Regions from separate parts of the Mus musculus genome. Here region 2 is linked to region 1. A link is a contact called in public promoter capture Hi-C data. All regions are on one chromosome and are shown on one strand. Each heading gives the region's core, a stretch centred on a gene start, on an enhancer-like site or on the middle of the called end of the contact. The rest is flanking DNA. Distances are from core to core; before and after follow the strand shown.

The links. Promoter capture Hi-C pulls out the DNA fragments that hold promoters and counts their contacts.
Region 2: a promoter capture Hi-C map of liver shows a contact between it and region 1, with 2.1 times the contacts expected there. The contact joins the enhancer-like site here to the promoter of Inpp5b in region 1. A contact is called at or near these places in 16 of 39 promoter capture datasets (the 3T3-L1 cell line, 3T3-L1-derived adipocytes, the C10 cell line and 12 more), 3 of 15 datasets of contacts at CTCF or cohesin (CD8 T cells, the G1E-ER4 cell line and pro-B cells), 33 of 484 Hi-C or Micro-C datasets (the AML12 cell line, the C10 cell line, the C3H10T1/2 cell line and 19 more), 11 of 115 datasets of contacts at active chromatin or transcription factors (CD8 T cells, the HPC-7 cell line, the SCID.adh cell line and 7 more) and 4 of 9 other capture datasets (adipose tissue, embryonic stem cells, liver and 1 more).

What each region holds. Positions count from the first base shown.
Region 1 is chr4:124,739,064-124,743,746 of GRCm38.p6, forward strand. It overlaps Inpp5b (inositol polyphosphate-5-phosphatase B), which reads left to right and starts at 2,787. Exons shown (of 24, transcript NM_008385.4): 1 at 2,787-2,853; 2 at 3,401-3,527; 3 at 3,873-3,967; 4 at 4,573-4,670. The coding sequence starts at 3,471. It overlaps Gm12915 (predicted gene 12915), which reads right to left. Exons shown (of 4, transcript NR_151694.1): 3 at 2,711-2,858. Gm32117 (a long non-coding RNA gene) reads left to right here. Exons shown (of 2, transcript XR_376640.4): 2 at 1-1,042.
Region 2 is chr4:124,787,138-124,791,440 of GRCm38.p6, forward strand. Inpp5b (inositol polyphosphate-5-phosphatase B) reads left to right here. Exons shown (of 24, transcript NM_008385.4): 15 at 335-444; 16 at 1,932-2,067. Among named protein-coding and RNA genes, the nearest start is that of Mtf1, 13 kb to the right of the region's middle. Within about 2 kb of position 2,389, at least 2 of the 459 cell types and tissues checked have an H3K27ac peak or open chromatin away from gene starts, as enhancers often do. A contact at or near this core is called in liver, where this site is marked.

The sequences.
Region 1 (4,683 bases), core at 1,537-4,036:
AAGGACAAGGATAACATGAATGGTCCTGTCTATTCTTGTAGCTCAAATGGTCCAGCTCAGACTACACCTAGGGCTGGCTGCAGACAGGTCTGCATGACAGACAGGCACACTCAAGAGTCAGGGAGCAGGGGCTGGTCCCTGCTACCTATGTACTGTCAAGCTTTGGCCTCAGGTGGCTGCCTCCAGCCAGATGGGACCCTTAACTTCAACAAGGCCACTCCAAGAGTCACCAGGAACCCCCTGCCCTGGATCCCCAGTGTAGCTACAGACGCTCCTCCCTTTGCTCTGTTCCTGTCCCTGGTCCACTACCTGGGCTCAGCAGTTATCAGAGAGTGACATCTGAAAAGAATTTGTGGACACTGCAAGCCTTCACATCTCCCTGCTCCAAACCCTGGAGCTGTGTCTTTAGAGAGCATGACTTACCAAGTCCAGGTTCCCCCTTCCCCACTCACAGGGTCTGGGCCTTGAACATGGGTCCTTGTCCCCAATCCCAAGAGGAGGCTTAGACTTTTGGGGGTGGGGAGGATATACTTGTCTGACCTACATTTTGGGAAGACACCCCCCCAAATCCTGCAGGGATAGTTCGGTCTGTAAAGACCGCCTAGCCTCGCCCATTCCATCTCCCCAGCCCCTCCTCTCTAACGATCAGCTTTAAGGGGTTTTCCTGCCTTCCTTCAGTGACCTTCAGTGCCTTGATCTCTAACTAGTGCCCTTTCCCCTCATCCCCCATTTGACTTCAAAACTGCAGCCCAATCAACTTGAACTCCAGTTGTGCTGTGGATGTTTCTAGAAAGAGACAACCAGGAAGAGTCTGGGAGGAGTTTGCAACATGCAGGTTGAACTGGTTATCAGAGTTCAATTCAAAACAAAAAGGAGGGGGGCAGGTTAAAGGTTACAGGGGTGGGTGTGGGGTCAATGAGACAGTTTAGAGGTAAAAATCACTATGAGTTTGAGGCACATTTTGGGCCAGCCTGGGCTAACTAGTGAGTCCCTATCTCAAAACAACAGCAATAAAAAGTTACAGTGGCCATCCATTCTGCAACACTGGCCCAACTGCTTGCTTTTTTTTTTTTTTTTTTTTTTTTTTTGATTTTTCGAGACAGGGTTTCTCTGTATAGCCTTGGCTGTCCTGGAACTCACTTTGTAGACCAGGCTGGCCTCGAACTCAGAAATCCACCTGCCTCTGCCTTCCGAGTGCTGGGATTAAAGGCGTGCACCACCACGCCCGGCGAGAAGCAATCTTAAATCAGTAAAGCTAACTAATTGGGGTGAACATGTTCTGAGATGGAGATGTGGCTCAGTCATGGAGTGTTTGCTTGGCAGCTGTGAGGCCCTGGGTTCCGGTTCCTAGGCTCCATCCTCAGGACTGCTCAAAATAAATAAATGAAAGTCTCAGAGCCACTATACCAGAAACTGCACAGGAGTGTAAGGGCAAGATTCAGCCCAGTCCTCAGGGATCCAGCTTACCGAAATAGTCAGCAGTTGAGAAAAAACCAACCATTCTAGACTCTCTCGTCTGAGCTAGCTTCTTTTGTCCTGTCTTGAGTTATATATAGTCTTTTTTTTTTTTTTTTTTTTTTTTTTTTTCCGAGACAGGGTTTCTCTGTATAGCCCTGGCTGTCCTGGAACTCACTTTGTAGACCAGGCTGGCCTCGAACTCAGAAATCCGCCTGCCTCTGCCTCCCGAGTGCTGGGATTAAAGGAGTGTGCCACCATCCCCGGTTTAGCTATATATAGTCTTTACCTAGAAGGGAACAATGGAGTCTGGAAGAGAATAGTTCCTGTCAGGGTAAATGGCCAATAGAATGTGGCTAAGGGGCTTGAGGACAAAACCTGCTCAGGGCTGTCTATCTGGGCATTGCGGTGAGATGTCTCCTTAGTTAAGAGAACATATTGCTCTTTCTTGGGACCCAGTTCCCACCACACACATCAGGTGTCTCACAGCCTCCTGTCACCAGCCCCGAGGATCTGATGACCTCTGGCCTTCTTAGGTGAGCGTGCACACACACACACACACACACACACACACACACACACACACACACACGGTGCACATAAATTCATGCAAGCACACACACATACACACAAAAAATTAAAAACTAACAGATCTTTAAAGAAATAAAGAGCCAAGAGGGCCACATCGTCCTCCGCTGTTAAGAAGAGTCCTCCGCGCTGCCTGGTGGTTGTCATTACTGTGTCACAGATAAAGATGCCACACATTTCAAGTTCCATTGACAGAAAAGCTAGATAGGTCTTAAGAACATTTAGCAGTTCCTAGACGGGAAAATGACACAGGAATTGGAGTTGGACTTCCCTCTGGGCACCCAGCACTTATTGGCTACGGACTTTGTCAAACAGTTTTGTCTCTCTGTTCCTCCGTTTCTCCACCTGGCAAGTGGAGAAGGTGACATACATGAAGCCAGGGCACGGTAGTTATCTGGAAGTGTTTCAGAATAATAGAAAGCTGTCCCTTTCTGCATGTGAAGAGTTGAGGATGGACTTAACTTGAAAATAAAAGTTAACATCATTTTTTCCGTTAGGGTAACATGACCACTTCCTTCTGCCTTGGACATGGGCCTTGGCCCTTTGATTTAGTGGGCTGAGAAAGGCGTTCCTCACGCAGGCTTTCCAGAACTGGGACGCCCGAGTATGCTTGAATACAGACTGTAGATTCTAGATTTTTAAATAGAGTAAGGGCGGGGAGACCCACCTACTCGTCCATGTCCGACTCGGGCATGCTGGGACTTGCAGGCTGGCTGTCCGTCCTGTGACGCCAGGGCCGCTGGGAAATGTAGTCCTTAATCTGCCCTGGAACGGAGGTGTCCTGCAGGCCCACCGGTGACAGCTCGGGAGGTAGGCTGCAATGACAAGGATCTGAAATAAGTGCAGAGTGGGAGGGGGCTTGCAAGCTGGTTGCTGGGGCCCTTGTCCTGTGGGTGCCAGAATGGACACTCCTAACCTGCTGCTGATGCAACGGGGCCTGTTGGGTGGGGTGAGGGGCAAGGAGCAACGGGACACCCACAGGCTCCGAGGAAAGAGCAGCGGGGCTGGGTTATTTCTCCAGAATAAGACCCTCCTAGCTGAGACTGAGGCGAAGGCTGTCTCCCTACCCCTATTTGGACACACCACCAACCTTTCCCAGAGAAGAGCCAGATGGACCACAACTGCTCCCTGAAGAGGGCATCAGAGCTGTACCCAGAAGCAAGGAGACCAGAGAGCATACTGAACTCCACTGGGAACATCTGGGGCGACACCGAGCAAGGGGCAAAGGGGTAGAAACCCATTTTCTGGAAACGTTGAGAGACCCATTGTAGGAAAGACGGGGAAGGCCAGAAGGAGAAGAGAGATGACCAGGCTCTCTCTTTTCCCTCCACAAAGGCCCCTTTCTTCATCCCCACAGCCCCCCGAAGCAGCTCTAATACGGAATGGGAGGTTCCCACCTGCCCTACCCCAGGGTTTGACAGCTCAGCATGGACCAGTCTGTGGCAATCCAGGAGACCCTGGTTGAGGGGGAATACTGCGTCATCATATCCTTCCCAGTTGTAGGTTGCCATCCAGATCGTGCCTGCTTCAGCCTTGGGAGGTGGGATGGAGGGTGTGGAAAAATTTCTCTCGAAGCCATATGGGAAAAGGTAAACCAATATTTACCAAGTATTCACTTGGCTCTGGTCTCTCTACCAGGTGCTTTACATAGGTAGCTATTTTCTCAACCAGCTGCAAAGTTGGAGACTATTATACCCATTTTGCAGATGAGGAAAACTCAGAGAGGTGAAGTCGTTTGCCAGTGGGAGAGGGAAAGGCAGCGTGGTGGAGTGGGCCGGATGGGGAGTTTCGCCCTTTGGCTTTCAGTTTCCCTTCACTCTGAGCAGCAGGCAGTCCAAGGTGTGCTGTGTAAGGGAGATAGCCGGCAGAGCCGCCTGCTCGGGCTGGTGAGGTACCGGCTGGAAAATGACGCCCAGGAGCATGCGTAAGTAGGGCTCAGACTGCCTGTGTGGGCCATGGGTGGTTCTTCAGTATCCTCCAGCTGGACTTCAGTCATTCTGTCTGAGTCTCCTAGACTAATTAACACAATGATAGTGTTCTGGAACACCGTGTTCTAAGCCTTTAATAATCAGCAAGATGTGATGTGGAAGCTTTTAGAGGAGAGGCAGTTATATCAAACTTGGCCAGATTTTGAGTTTGTGTGAGTGCCCGAGTTTAAATCCGGATGCTGCAATCCTATGCAAATTGTTCTTCATAGCTCCATTTACCCAGAGTAAAGTACAGAGGGTTGAACTGGGAACGAGCGAGCACATGCACCAGGAAGCTGAGGCAGGACTGTCACAAATTCCAGGCCATCCTGGGCTACATTCTAAGCACAGCCTAGGCTACAGAGTGAGACCCTACCTCAAAAAGGGAAGGGATGGGGTTGAAGAGATGGTTGGAATGTGTACTGCTCTTGCATCACTGGACACTGTGCATGGAAAGGGCCTGAGCCATGCGTATGGCTAGGGCACTGCCAGCTAAGCACTAGGGACCCACAGGTGACCACAAGCACTCTAAGCTGGGCCTTCCACTCATTTCTGCCCTTAGTCTCTTCCTGTATACACACCGGAGGATGGCCATCACAGGAGACGATGTATCTCTGGACCAGATAGTGCCACTCTCAAAAGATTTTATGCTGGAAGAAGGTGCCAGTTGGGC
Region 2 (4,303 bases), core at 1,139-3,638, 48 kb after region 1:
AGACTTCTCAAGTGCTCAGAACCATCCAGGACGCTGGAGCTTTCTTTCTTTTCAGTCTGAGCTCTTCTTCTGCTCTTGACAGCCTTGGCATCATTAGGTCTAAATCCTTCTTTGATTCTCCATCTCTTTCCCAGCACAGAACAACTGAAGGGGAATCTTAACTTTCTTTCGCTCTTTATGAAATCATTTCTTTATTGATTCATGGAATAGGAGTAGTTTTCTCATAGATCCTTTCTCTTTCAGGTAGGGCTTGACTATGGATTGATGTTGTGGCCTCCACTAATCCCAGGTTTGACCCTTCATACTGAAGGCTTTTTCCTCTTCTTTTGTACAGCTAAAAATCCAGGTGGCTGCCAGGACCATCTTTGATGGCTTCACCGAGGGTGAGATTACATTCCAGCCTACTTACAAGTACGATACTGGCTCTGACGACTGGGACACCAGGTGGGTCACATCAGGGGGCTAAGGAAATGGAAACTCAAGAACTCTGGGAAGCACTGGCCCTTGTGGACCTGAAGAGTATAAGGTCCTTGTGACTCTCCATGTTTTCCATGGTGGCCAAATATTTCCTCTCTAAGCCCACTATATCTCCACATTACTTCTTTCTGACTGCCTTAGGTGTTGTTCCATTATGGTTTGATTTTCCTTTCCCTTTTTAAAAGATGTATTTGTTTTTATTTGTGTGTGTGTGTGTGTGTGTGTGTGTGTGTGTGTCTTTGTCTGCATATGTGTATGTGCACTGCATGGCCTGGTGTCTGCAGAAGCCAGAAGAGGGTGCCAGATACCCTGGAACTTGAGTTACAACTCCAACTGCTTGTAAGCCGTCGTGTGGGTGCTGGGAACTGAACCCGGGTCCTCTGTAAGAGCAGCAAGTGCTCTTAATAACTGCTGAGCAATCTCTCTGGCTCACCAATTGACTTTGAACTCTGTTTAAGGAAATGTGATGATTCCAGCTACGCTTGTACTTGGTCTTGACATATTAGTTAATATTCCCTCCCTCCCTCCCTTCCTTCCCTCCTTCCTTCCTTCCTTCCTTCCTTCCTTCCTTCCTTCCTTCTCTCCTTTCTTTCTTTTTTTTTTTTTTTTTTAAAGATTTATTTATTTATTATATGTAAGTACATTGTAGCTGTCTTCAGACACTCCAGAAGAGGGAATCAGATCTCGTTACAGATGGTTGTGAGCCACCATGTGGTTGCTGGGATTTGAACTCTGGACCTTCGGAAGAGCAGTCGGGTGCTCTTACCCACTGAGCCATCTCACCAGCCCTCTCCTTTCTTTCTTCTTAGATTTATTTATTATGTATACAGTGTTCTGTCTGCATGCATGCCTATATGCCAAAAGATGGCATCAGATCTCATTGTAGATGGTTGTGAGCTGTCATGTGGCTGCAGGGACTTGAACTCAGGATCTCTGGAAGAGCAGCTAGTGCTTTTAACCTCTAAGCCATCTCTCCAGCCCCACCGTTAAGAATTCTTTAACAATTTTGACAGTATGCCACATAAAGCTGGATATATTTGATTTGTATATCTCATTTCAACTTGCTAAGAGCTCATTGGGGTGTATATGGTTTATTATGAGACTGTGGACTGAGGCACACAAAGTCCAACAGTCTCCCAAGCAGAATTTGAACCGAGGCAGCAGAAATTCACAGCCTGTTCCCTTAAGCACTTTCTGTTAAGGACCAGAAGGTCCTTATTCTCCTGTTGCTTTCTCTCTTTCTCTCCACTTTCATCAGGACTGGGCAGAGCAGGGAGTCAGCTGAACTGCTTGTTGGAGCTTTCACAGTTGCTGTGGATGATACCCATAGGAGAGCCTTTGGCTGCATGGATGCGAAGGCTCTGCCTCGTGGCTCCCTGCCTGAGCCTTGGCAGTCACTGAACAGTGGGCCGTGATGTTTGTGTGAGCATACCAGCGTGCACTTTGTATTTCAGTGAGAAGTGTCGTGCACCGGCCTGGTGTGACCGAATCCTGTGGAAAGGAAAGAACATCACTCAGCTGAGTTACCAGAGCCACATGGCCTTGAAGACCAGTGACCACAAGCCTGTCAGCTCAGTGTTTGACATTGGGGTAGGTGGGCAGCTGGTTTTTATACCAGGGCTGCCTTTTGTCTTTCTGATCTCCTCCTCTTAGCCTTGAATATGAGGAAGCTCCTTTTAGGAATTGTGTAAGGTCCTGGAGAGATGACTCGGATATTAAAAGCCCTTGCTGCTCTTCCAGGGGCTTTAAGTTTGGTTCCGAGCGTGTTGGTCTGCTCAGAATCACCTGCAACTCCAGCTTCAGGGGATCCAGTGGCCTCTGCAGGAACTGCATGCTTGTGGTACACAGGCATACATGGAGGCAAAACACCCTCTTAGTCAGGGTCACTATTGCTGTGATAGAACAACCAAGGCAGCTTGGGGAGGAAAGGGTTGATTTAGCTTACATCACTGTTTATCAGAGGAGGAAGCTAGGACAGGAGCTCAAACAGGGCAGCAATCTGGAGGCAGGGATTTCAGTAAATGTCTGTGAAGAGACACAGTAAGGAGACTGCTCACAAGTGTGCTTTATTATTAGGGAGGTTGTTTGTTTGTTTGTTTTGATTTGATTTGTTTTCTGAAGCAGGGTTTCTCTGTGTAGCCCTGGCTGTTCTGGAATTCACTCTGTAGACCAGGCTGGCCTCAGACTCTGAGATCCCCCTGCCTCTGCCTCCTGAGTGCTGGGATTAAAGGTGTGCTCTACTCTTTTTATTGTGAACAAGAGAGGAAATATCCAGAGGCATCTGGAGTAGCCCAGAGCACAGAGAAAGAAGACTGAGCAATGTCTGGGTCAGGAATAAGGAGGAGAGCATCCTGGAGACAGTGAGATAGAAAGGGGTAGAGAACAGAGGGAAGCGAGACAGCGAGAGACAGACAGGGAGACAGGGACAGACAGGGAGACAGGGACAGACAGAGAGGCAGGGACAGACAGGGAGGCAGGCAGATCCCGGGAAGCAGATGATAGTGGGTTAATAGAAGGATGAATAGCTGGGTCAAAGAACAGGCCAACAGCCTGTTGTGGACTTTGAAATGTGTAACAGGCACTTGTGACACTCAGGGTGCCTGGATGCCAGGCTGGGCCTTGATATTCTGATAGGCACCACAGGTAGCCGTGTGTAAGGGACACTCCTTTAAGTAGAAGGGAACTGGTTTCACGAGTTCCTGAGGATGCTTTTCTGTACCACAGGAAACCCTCCTATAGTCACAGCCTGAGCTCATTGCTGGATATGTGGACTACACCTAAGATTCATTTACTAGTGTCTACTCCCAACAGCTCTTACTAGTTTTAAAAGAAGATTTATCTACTTTTAGGTGACAGGGCTCACTATGTAGTCAGGCTAGCCTCAAACTCAGAGATTCGGATAAAAGCTGATACCACCACACCAGGCAAGATTTATTTTTAATGTATGTGTATGAGAGTTTTGCCTGCATACATACATGTATGTGCACTGCCTAGTGCTCCCAGAGACCAGGAGAGGACATGAATCCCCTGCAAATAGAGTTATAGACGGTTGTTAAGCCATCATGTGGGTAAGGAAAACCAGGTCCTCTATAAGAGAGCCTGTGCTCAGAACCACCGAGCCGTCTCTGCAGCCCTAGTTCTTATCATCTTATACTTCCACCAACTACTTGTGAGCTTATTTTTCTATAACCTTGCCAATGATTTTTTTCAACCTTTTACAATGAGCAAAAGAGAGAGAGTGCCAGGGGCTTCTGTGTTGCTTTGTGCCACCTACCTGTTCTCCAAGGTGTAGGGTAGATACGGTCAGAATCTGAAGTTAGACAAGGCCCTAAGACTGGGTGTGGTGGCTCTGGATGTTAAGCTGTGAGTTGGAGGCCAGCCTTGTCTACATGCCTCCTCTGAAGGGGAGGAGAACATGGGGAGGCTAAGTAATGTTGCAATCATTTTATTGTTGAAAATAAAAAGTATTTATAATTAAAAGCCTGGCACTCTTCCTTCTTGCTGATGAGCTTGGGTTAAAAAAAGCTGAAAAATACATCTTTGTATCAGAACCAAAGGAGGAAAATCCCTCCTGTTGGCCTTTGGGTGGGGGCAAGCAGGACAGAAATAGAAACCCAGTGTCTTTTAGCCAAGACCTGAGCCCCAACAGGAGGAGCCACCAGGAGGCTCCAGGGTCCTCCTGCTGACCAGGATGTGGGCAACCTTGACATAGCTGGGGGCTTTTTCTGAGTCTGTCACTGATTGGATTAACTATTAATGAACTAAATCTACTTAGCTTTCACTTCTTAAAATGCTGTCAGTTTCTGTTTTTGATTCCCCAAGCACA